Linked DNA regions of Mus musculus: regions 1 and 3 are each linked to region 2. Evidence: chromatin contacts called from public Hi-C data. All regions are on one chromosome and are shown on one strand. The core of a region is the stretch at or near the end of the contact, and the rest is flanking DNA. Distances in the headings are between cores, read along the strand shown.

Region 1 (3,425 bases), core at 571-3,070, 270 kb before region 2:
CTAGGAAATGACACCATGACCAAGGCAACTTATTATTATTATTTTTAAAAGCATTTAATTAAGGGCCTCACAATTCCAGAGGGCTAGAGTCTGTGAGCCTCATGGCGAGGACCATGACAGCAGACAGGCAGGCAGGCATGGAGCTGGGACAACTGCTGAGAGTTTATATCTGACCCACAAGTCGGGGAGGGGGCAAACAGAGAGACCGAAACAGAGAAAGTGACCTCTGAGAAAGAGCTATCTGAGAATTTGAAATCTCAAAGATCACCCTAGTGACACACCTCCTCCAAAAATACCATGCCTTTTAATCCTCCCCAAACAGCTCCACCAATGAAAGACCAAGAATCCAAATATATGAGCCGCTGGGAGCCATCCCTGTTCAAACTTCCACACTGAACAAGCCATACAAGCACCTGAAGTTCCTCTCTGTGAGAGGAAAATAGGAAGGGATCCGAATCTATTTTCAAAATTGAAGAAGTTTCCATGCCAACTGCGGGATAATTCCATTTGGTTACTAAGTAAACAACCTGAATCATAAAGCTGTATATAGCATAGGAGTTTTCCAAATATAATTTAATGACATTATTAAAAATTTAATTAAAATGTCCATCAAAACACAGTCTCCAGTTTACAACAACAAAGCAAATCAGATGGTAACTAGGAGCTAAACTGGTTGAGCCATTTCTGAGCTTTTAAATTTTAAGATATCTTACTTGTTTTATCACCAGAAAATTGCATCTAAATCCATTTACCACAGGCGAAGGTAACAATTACAACTTGAAACCGAAATTAGACACATGAGTGATGCAATTATTGCCTTTTTAAAAGTCTATGGAGTGAGAACTTGTGGAGAAGTGGGAGACTGATTAAGAACAGTCACTGTGAGCCAGTGTGAAAGTCGCTTGCCACCGAGCTTGTAACCAAATGATATATACGGAGAATCAACTCCATGACCCCTACACACACACACACACAGTACTTTTTAAAAATAATTCCACCATAGCCACAATTTCCTGGGTGTTCAGAGCCAGGGAAGCACCTTATGAAATAGCAATGTCTTTTGTTTTTTAGTTTTATAAAGGAGAACAGTCAGGAAGTTAGTTAATTTTTGTCCCTTTGAAAAAGCCATAGGATTTTCTTAACCTGAAACCTACACTAGGTGGCGCTCACAGCACAAGATTTGGATCAATTAAACCGAGGCAAAGTATAAATTACTCAACAGATCCCTAAACTCTATAGTTGTGTGTGTGTGTGTGTGTGTATGTGTGTGTGTGTGTGTGTGTGTGTGTGTGTGAGAGAGAGAGAGAGAGAGAGAGGAAAGAGATTATCTTTCTAATAATTGGAAGGATTAGAACGAACATTTCTATCACGTTTACTATGGGAGAGACACTCGTCCCAAAGCTGCTGTCTGCAGAGCCCACTCTAGATTGTATGATTTGGGGACCAGGCACTGAGGGGTACATAGGATAGTCTTTGTGAATACCCAAAAACCAGCTTAACAAGGTTAACTCTTTCATGCATATAAAACAATTTGCAATCAGAAAATTCATGACATTCCTGTTGTATTATATGACTGGGGGGGGGGGGAGACAACTTCCCAAATTACACGCAAATTACTCTGCTTTTCATAACGTGAGAAGGTAAGAAGGCAGTATTCAGACCTGCTGAGTCTGTTTGAGGGAGCAGAGGCTGCCGAAGGTACAAAGGACAGGGTTAACTCAGGGTAAGCACACTTAAAAATAGGCTCCGATAACACGCTCGAGCCTGAGGTAGGCTCCAGCTAGAGCAAGAGATAAAAACTTCCAGATAAGCAGCCACTCCGGGACCTCTTGTCTCTTCCGAGGAGATAGAAGCAGTCCTCCAAGGCAGCTAAGCTGGCTCCCTGAGCTATCTCAGACTGCCTCCCAACCTGGCAACCCTGCTGGGAAAGCAAAGTTCAGAAGAGCAGCAGCAGACTAGTTCAGTCCCCAGGACTTCTGCTGACACCCGCTGGACCTGACAGGCAGTAAAATGTTTCGGAGTCATTTTTGCCCCTCTGGAGATTTCTAAAAAATCGTGAGACAGGCAAGATGTTCTGCTGACAGCTGAAGATGGGCCAGGGTAACCTTTGAGCCAGTCTGAGTCATACAGTTCACATGAATTCTTCCCAGAAGTCCAAGAAACAGGTTGGATCAGGGTCAGATAAGCATGAAGGCATTGAGAACTGTCCCAGAAATGCCGGTCTGTGCTGTGTGTGACCAGAGTTTTATTCTTGTGATGAGAGATCAACCGCTATGTTTGCCCCACCGTTTGCAGATATAAAGTGATTTTTTTTCCCCTTTGTAAACTGTTGCTAAGTCAAAGAATCCAAGAGTTATCGCTGTTACCATAAATGATCTATAAAAGCACACTGACGGGAATAAACAAGAATAGCGATTTGGAGTGTTTCGTCTTTGCTAACAGAGATAGCTCTTTTCCATTTACTATATGTACTGGGGGTGGCGGGTGCACACACCTGTGCACACACACAGTGGCCAGAGGAGAGCATCGGGTGTCCTGACCTGGCAGTCTCTACCGTACTCTCTTGAACTAGGTATATTCACCAACCTTGGAGCTTGCTGTTTTCCTGACTGAGCAGGAAGCCTAACCAGCCTCCAGCTGCCCCAGCCCCATGCCTCAGTGCGGAAGTCAGAAGCAAGTGTGGCCACAGCAGCTTTGAAAGTGGGTCCCACTAGCCAGAGGTGGTGCAGGTCTTTAAAACCTAGTGAGTTCGAGGCCAGCCTGGTCTATAGAGTGAGTTCCAGGACAGCCAGCCAGGGCTACAAAGAGAAATCCTGTCTTGAGAATCAAAAGAAAAGAAAGAGAAAAAGGAAGAAAGACAGACAGATAGACAGACAGACAGAATGAATGAATGTATAAATGAAGTAAGGAAGGAAGGAAGGAAGGAAGGAAGTCAGCCAGCCAGCCCTCAGGATCTGAGTTCAGGTCCTCTCATTTGCACAGCCATTTGAACACTGAACCATCTTTCCAGCCACATGGTTGATTACAAACAAACAAACAAACAAACTCCTATGGACCGTCTGAAGCTTTGAGCTCTCCAGCTATCTACTGGCTAAAGTGAAGACGAAATGAATTGGAAACATTATTTAACGTGGCCCCTTGTCAATAGCTTTAAAACCGAGAGAGAGACTTTCATGCAAAACTGGCCGTTAAGATGTGCACATCTTCGCACTGGTTATCAAGTGGATGGCAAGGCAATTTGACCTACGATGACGCAATGGAATTTTCCAATTAGATTTTTAAATGGAGTGGGGGAGGGGAGCTAGCAGCATGCCCTGTGGTATAGAAAGCCCATACTTCCACAGTTTTTCCATAGGTCTCTTTCCACATACCCCACTAGTACAGAAGCTGGTGTCAATAGCAAAATAACAGATCCTTCCAAAGAA
Region 2 (3,022 bases), core at 317-2,816:
GTTTTAGGGAGGTGTCAACAGTGAGACCACATCTGCAAACCTTTAAAATCTGGTTTTTAAAAGGTCCTCTACCAGTAAGTATAAACACCAAATATACCGGAGAAGTATATTTGGAGATACAGGAGAGTACGTACAAATACACAGGAGAGTAAGTATAAACACCAAATATACTCGCCCCACATGTTTATACTTATTGTATGTCGCAACATAAAATTTGCTGCTTTAGTTGAACTGTAGGCTCCAGGTCTTTAATAGTCTTGAAGTCTAGATTGGCTTCAAGAGACTTTAAGGTCTAGGCATTTTAGAAACAAAGCCAGCTTCAGCAGCCAGGGTGGCTCTCTGAAGAGAGATGCCCCCCGGGAGCTGGATGTCATGAAAGAGGCACCTTTCTGCATTCCTCTTCTGCAAGCCAGCTTTACATCCAGCAGAATATAAGAAAAGTTGGAATAGATTTTAACAAGGTTTACAGAAGATGTTTAAAATTAGTTTAATAGCTTCTAATTATTCCCTAGTTTATTATTCTTCCAGCTCTCTTGAAAGACGAACTCCTTTTCAGCATATCACGATCTGACACAGAATACTGACAGAGGTCAGGTGACACAGAAAAGCCCCCCCCCCCCAAGCTTTCCTTAGACCAAAGGAAGGAAAACAAACTTAGCAGTGGATCTGTCTGCCTTTGCAACTGGCTGCCTGGCGCGAGTCCTGCCTTGGTTAAGGAATGGAGGATGGGGAAATCAAATGAGGGATGTCTAAAAATACAACTGCTTCCAAGAGAGAGAATCAAGTTCTCTGCTCATGATGGATAGAACCCAGCATCAAAGACTTAGGGCCCCAGATTGTGAGCGATGCTGTGCCCTGCACCCAACCCAGGTCCTCGACCCCCGGCCCCTGGCCCTCAGGGCCGCGAGTCTCTTGCCCTTGCTTTGGTCTAGTCACATGAGTGCAGCAGCTACGAGTCCGCCTCAAGTGAAGTGAAGGCAATCCCCAACTCGCCTTTTCTGGGCAGCGCAGTCCTGGTAGCACGCCCAGGAGAACACCTGACTCAGAACACCGGCCAAGGGGCCTGGGCTCGGGGACAGGAGGGCTAGTGAAGGGCGCTCGGAGGCCGGGGATTGACAGAAATGCTCAAAATGGAGGCACTCTAAGCAAACAATAATCGCTCACTTACCCAGGGAGACCGGGGCAGCTCGGGAGACACAAAGAACCATGGAGAAACTTTTCAGCCCGAGCCGACGGCGGAGCGCAGGGACAGCGCCCCGGAGCCCCGGGAGCGAGAGCGGCTGGACAGCCCGGTGGGGACGAACCTGCGCCAGGGGCTCGCAGTCCCCTCAGGCGCGGTGGCGGAAGCCATTTCCAAGAGTTTCCAAGAAGTGTCAGGTCCTCCGCATCCCGCGCGCCGCCTGGAGCCCTTCTTCCCTCGGGCGCGCCTTCCCTGTTGCCACGGTCCCCTCCCGCTGCGCACACTGCCGACCCTGCGGCCGCGCGCTCTCCAGCCCTGCGCCTCTTTTGTGTGGCTGCGGCGCGCCGGGCTCCGCCGGGTGGAGTTGAGCCCGCGGCGGCTGCTCCGGGCGGCCGGACTGGCGGCTGTTGCTAAGAGACCGGAGCCATGACACAGGGAAATTGCGGCAGGATGGCAGTAGGTACCCGGCCCGGCTTGGCTCTCAGGGGGGCACCCGCCCCCCGCCCCGCCCCCTCTACCCCCAGCCCCTCCCCCGCCTCCTCTCCAGCCTGCCGTCCGTCCCTTCGACAGCGACTTGTCCCCCTTCCCAAGAGGGGCACCAGGGGAGGCGACACCTGCACCGCGTGCTTGAACCAGGTCGGGGCGCGATCGTGTAAGGCAAGGTTCTGAACGCAGCTGAAACGCCTTCAGCCTCAGCTGACAGCTTGGTTCTCTTTCCCCAACTACCTGTCTGAGCACCTAACCCAAGAGGATCCAGAGAAACGCCAGCCCCTCCCAGGGAGTTCCCCATCAGGATCTGAGTGATGCTGTCCCTGAAGACAGGGATTATTCTTCAGGTCTCTGGTCCCTCAGGCTCCCATCCTCTCTGCTCTCCCTTTTTCTTATTACAGTGCACACAGCCTCGCCCCCTACCCCACCTACACTTGAGAGTTTGCAGCGTGGATGCCCCAAGAACACAGTAAGTGCCCCCCCCCCCCCAACGAACCAAGCCAGGACGGGCCGGAGCGGAGCGGAGCGGGCTCACAAACTAGGTGCTCTCACCACCGGACTCACATAAACCTCTGTCAAATGCTATCACACTTGAGCAGAACTGGGCTGTGTAACTGGCCTTAAGGGACCTCAAGGGCTCCCTGGAATATGGGCCTTTGAGTCTCTTCTGAGGTTAGAATGGGCTGAAAGATGCTTAGGCAGGCCCTACAGTTCCCTCCCTCTACCCTCTGGGGTAACCCAAGCCTTCAAAAAGAAACACGTTCTTAGGGAATGGCAATCAGGGTTAGCTTCAAAGAGGAGAAATGGGGGTAGGGAGGTTACTCAAACTCTCTATGTCATTTGAAAAGCAGAGAAGAACACACACACACACACACACACACACACACACACACACACACACGAGGGAGAGAGAAATCCTATTTTTTATCTTCATATTTTCATTCTCTCTCAAGCACATAGTAGAAATGACAGGGAAAAGAATTTTCAAATGGAATTTCCCCACTGAGTGTTAAGAAAGTTAGACAGGTTTCAATTAGTTATTAAAATGACGTGGCTAGGATTCAGGCAGAGAGGAAGAGAAAGGCAGATAAAATCAAGGCTCCCGAAAATTAGGCATCCAGGCAAGGGTCTTGTAATGGCGACTGTGGTGGGTGCTGCTTACTGTTCAAGAATTTAGCAGGATGACTCTGGTACCCACAGATCTAGCCACAAGGTTTTTCTAAAGGCACACAGTATCTTGAGCATATATCAAACAAGAGAACATTAGAGAAGCCAAGCATACATGATAATTAATGAGGTGGGGATAGAGGTGGTTGGGCGATGGAAGGGGACAGAGAGTATGTGAATCCTAAA
Region 3 (3,185 bases), core at 527-3,026, 320 kb before region 2:
GGGAAAAATTTAAACAATGCATTTGTTTTCTAGGCTTAACACAAGACTACCTCCATGTGTGTGTGTGTGTGTGTGTGTGTGTGTGTGTGTGCATATGCTTATGTTGAGTGCACATATGTGTGGTTTGTAAGAAAGTCTGTAAGAACAATGTATCAAAATGTCAGCTATCTTAAAATTAAGTTGTCAGCCTTTCTTCCATACTGCAAATTACAAAAGAATTAGGGGTTGGGAGCTAATAGAAGCTTCCAGTCCTGCAGTGTGCAATTTAACCAATCATCGCAAGGTCTAAAACCACAGTACCGAAGACATTTCACCAGTGATCTGCAGGCCTAGCACCTAATTTAGACTTCTCTACCTCCACTGTTCTCAAGTCCTTTTCTTCTCTCTGCTTCAGGAACGTGTCCTGGAATAGCCGAACCTTTGAGTAGGAACCACCCCGACTTCCTACAGTGCTACCTCATCAAGGTGAAATCATGGCAGTCATCTTTGCAAAGACCCAGACAGAAGACACCCGAGACTGATGCGTGGCTCTTCCCTCTGCCCTGATGAGATCACACTAAGTTCATAAAAAGCAGCTAATATACTTTATAGGCTATGAGGTACGTAGAGTATAGGAGCACTCGGGACCTGAGCGTCCTCTGACCCCCTGTTAGATGCTAATTTGGACCAGACATGTCTCCACACTAGAATTCTCCAAGGATTAAAATGTCAAATTACAAAATAATATCAGCAAATAAAGCAAAGTTAGAATGGAAACTAATTACCCACAGATCATGGCAGATAGCTCCTACACCTGTGACACCTCTAGCTTTTCTATTTTTCCCCAGTTGTGAACAGCAAGCACATTGCGTCAAACCACAAAACAGCATTGCCAACTCAGAAAGTATAAAAGATACGAGATATTTTAAAGATGGCACTAATAACCTAAAAATGAAAAAAATTTACGCATGATATTGCAATAGTACAATAGTGCAAACAGGATCAACTACAGGCTTAATAAATTTAAAAGCCTGACTTGCTGAACCCCACAGTATTTTCTTATGGGACAGAAATATTCGAAGATTTTTACCACTTCACATCCATACGATACCTTGTTGTGCTGTTCACGGTGAAAGCCTCATGAAAGGCTTCTGCAGGCTTCGATGGGACTCCAATGCTTCTGCCTGCCCCACCCTGTTTTCCTCTGAGCCATAGTGATGTCATAGCCCCAGCCCAGCAATGATGTCACTGTCCGGGCCCTGTTTCTGGGGACATAATCCTTTATAGCCAGGACAAATGCAATAGCAGTGGAGCCCTTCAAAGGGCCCTGAGTGTCTGATGAATTCCCATCAAATGAGCAACTAGTGGTGAGCCTTCTGAAAGGACGGGGTGCTGAAGGTGAACTTGATTCGTGGCTCTCAGTGGGGAGTTTATACTCCATCATAAAGCTCACACTCAGAGGGGAGTGGAATTCAGAAAAGACTGTGAGGACAGAATTATGAAGGACAACCAGAGTACTCTACTTAAGAAAATTCTCTTCGCTATACTTGAATTCTCACCCGAAAGGAAAGATTTCCCAGGCTACTCTTGGAGTCAACTTTCACTGCCATGGAAATCGCCGATTCCCACCTATCCATTGTAGAATTCCCCTCAGTGTATGGGAATGCCAGGGTGGGAGGACAGGAGTGAGTGGGTAGGTGGGGGAGCACCCTCATAGAGGCAGGGGTCCAAGGTAGGGGATAGGGGGCTCCCTAAGGGGAGACCTGGAAAGGGGCAACCATTTGAAATGTAAATAAAGAAAATATCCAATCCAAAAAAAAAAAAAAAAAAAAAAAAAGATGGCTGTGCATCCTACAAGCGAAGAAAGCACTGATGAGCCAATCCCTCCACACTAGCCTGAAAGGACAGCATCAACAGCTCTCTGAGGTCACAGGTTGTCACCTCACTCCTACCTCAGTGCACCCTTAGTGGCTTGGCCATTGGACTTAGAAACCTTATCATTTATTTGTGATTACTTTATGTGCATTGTTGTTTTGCCTGCATGCGTGTCTCAGTGAAGATGTTGGGTCCTCTGGAACTGGAGGAATGGATGGTTGTGAACTGCCATGTGAGTGCTGGGAATCAAACCAGAGTCTTCTAAAGAGCAGTCAATGCTCTTAAGCACTGAGTCATCTCTTCCAACCCTGCCTTTGGATTTTTAAAAAAGCAACACACACACACACCCCAGATCCAGTCAGAGAAGTAAACCTGAATCTTGTATTTCCACAGAAATCAAAGTTGGCCTTGGTCCAAGGACCCAACGGGGATTGGCGAACGCACTCTCTAAACCATATTTATGCCTAAGGAAATTCTCTAAAAAATTAGATGTAAGTATGTCATTGGGACAATGGCCTTTGCCCCCTAGCTCTACAATCCTCGGCCTAAAGGTGTTTACAAGCGACAGAGGCCACTCTTCTGGTTTCCGATCAAACCTCTCGAAACACATGCTCTGTTTTTGCAAGAACTTGCTGTGCGCGAGATCAGTTCATGCAGTGGCTTGTGCTTCTAATTATCTAGCTTTTTTTCTAGACCATTGGAATAATCATAGTGTAAATAATTCAATACTCACAGCCTTCAGCTTATTCCATCGGGGTTTTGGAAACTAACAAAGGAGAGGCATGCTTCTTCAATTTGGAAATTATTTCCTCTCACGATAACTTTGTTACTCCAAACAAAGGTTTAAAAAGTTGATGCCACAATGACCATGCAATTCAAAGACAGCGGTAAAAGCACTGAGCAGAGTCAATAAGGATCATCAAATCCCTCCTCCTCCTCCTCCTCCTCCTCCTCCTCCTCCTCCTCCTCCTCCTCCTCCTCCTCCTCCTCCTCCTCCTCCTCCGCAGGTTCACTCCTTCAAAGCCCCACTTAACTCTAACGGTGCTGCATTCATGGCCTCCGGATATACGTGGAGTTCCATCATTTTTGATTCATGGGGGCTTTAAAAGGCAGTGTAAGGCGCAAAAAAGAAATTTCTTTTGATCGCCGGATTTGATGAGTCCTTTACTTGGTTAAGTTATGCTACCAAGAGTAACCCCCAGAACATCCGACCGCCCCACAGATCCCCAAACGGGCCCCTGAAAACCCCAGCCAAGGATGTCTGCAAAAGCAATTCCATAAAGTAATGTAAAAAAGCTGAAACGCCAACTTAAACACGTAATGGAAGCATT

Evidence for each region. A called contact is a pair of places that touch in the nucleus more often than the background predicts.
Region 1: a contact with region 2 is called in a Hi-C map of extraembryonic endoderm stem cells, with 4 times the contacts expected there. The contact joins the enhancer-like site here to the promoter of Tmem200c in region 2. A contact is called at or near these places in 1 of 39 promoter capture datasets (embryonic stem cells), 13 of 484 Hi-C or Micro-C datasets (cardiomyocytes, cerebral cortex, embryonic stem cells and 4 more), 10 of 115 datasets of contacts at active chromatin or transcription factors (astrocytes, embryonic forebrain, embryonic hindbrain and 5 more) and 1 of 9 other capture datasets (embryonic stem cells).
Region 3: a Hi-C map of nephron progenitors shows a contact between it and region 2, with 2.9 times the contacts expected there. The contact joins the promoter of Epb41l3 here to the promoter of Tmem200c in region 2. A contact is called at or near these places in 4 of 484 Hi-C or Micro-C datasets (embryonic stem cells and nephron progenitors) and 1 of 115 datasets of contacts at active chromatin or transcription factors (embryonic stem cells).

The regions. Positions count from the first base shown.
Region 1 is chr17:69,103,961-69,107,385 of GRCm38.p6, reverse strand. It overlaps a transcript of Epb41l3 not described here. Among named protein-coding and RNA genes, the nearest start is that of Epb41l3, 54 kb to the left of the region's middle. Within about 2 kb of position 1,820, at least 22 of the 459 cell types and tissues checked have an H3K27ac peak or open chromatin away from gene starts, as enhancers often do. A contact at or near this core is called in extraembryonic endoderm stem cells, where this site is marked.
Region 2 is chr17:68,835,680-68,838,701 of GRCm38.p6, reverse strand. Tmem200c (transmembrane protein 200C) reads right to left here and starts at 1,566. Exons shown (of 2, transcript NM_001206661.1): 1 at 1,169-1,566.
Region 3 is chr17:69,157,947-69,161,131 of GRCm38.p6, reverse strand. It overlaps Epb41l3 (erythrocyte membrane protein band 4.1 like 3), which reads right to left and starts at 1,776. Exons shown (of 23, transcript NM_001355734.1): 1 at 1,091-1,776.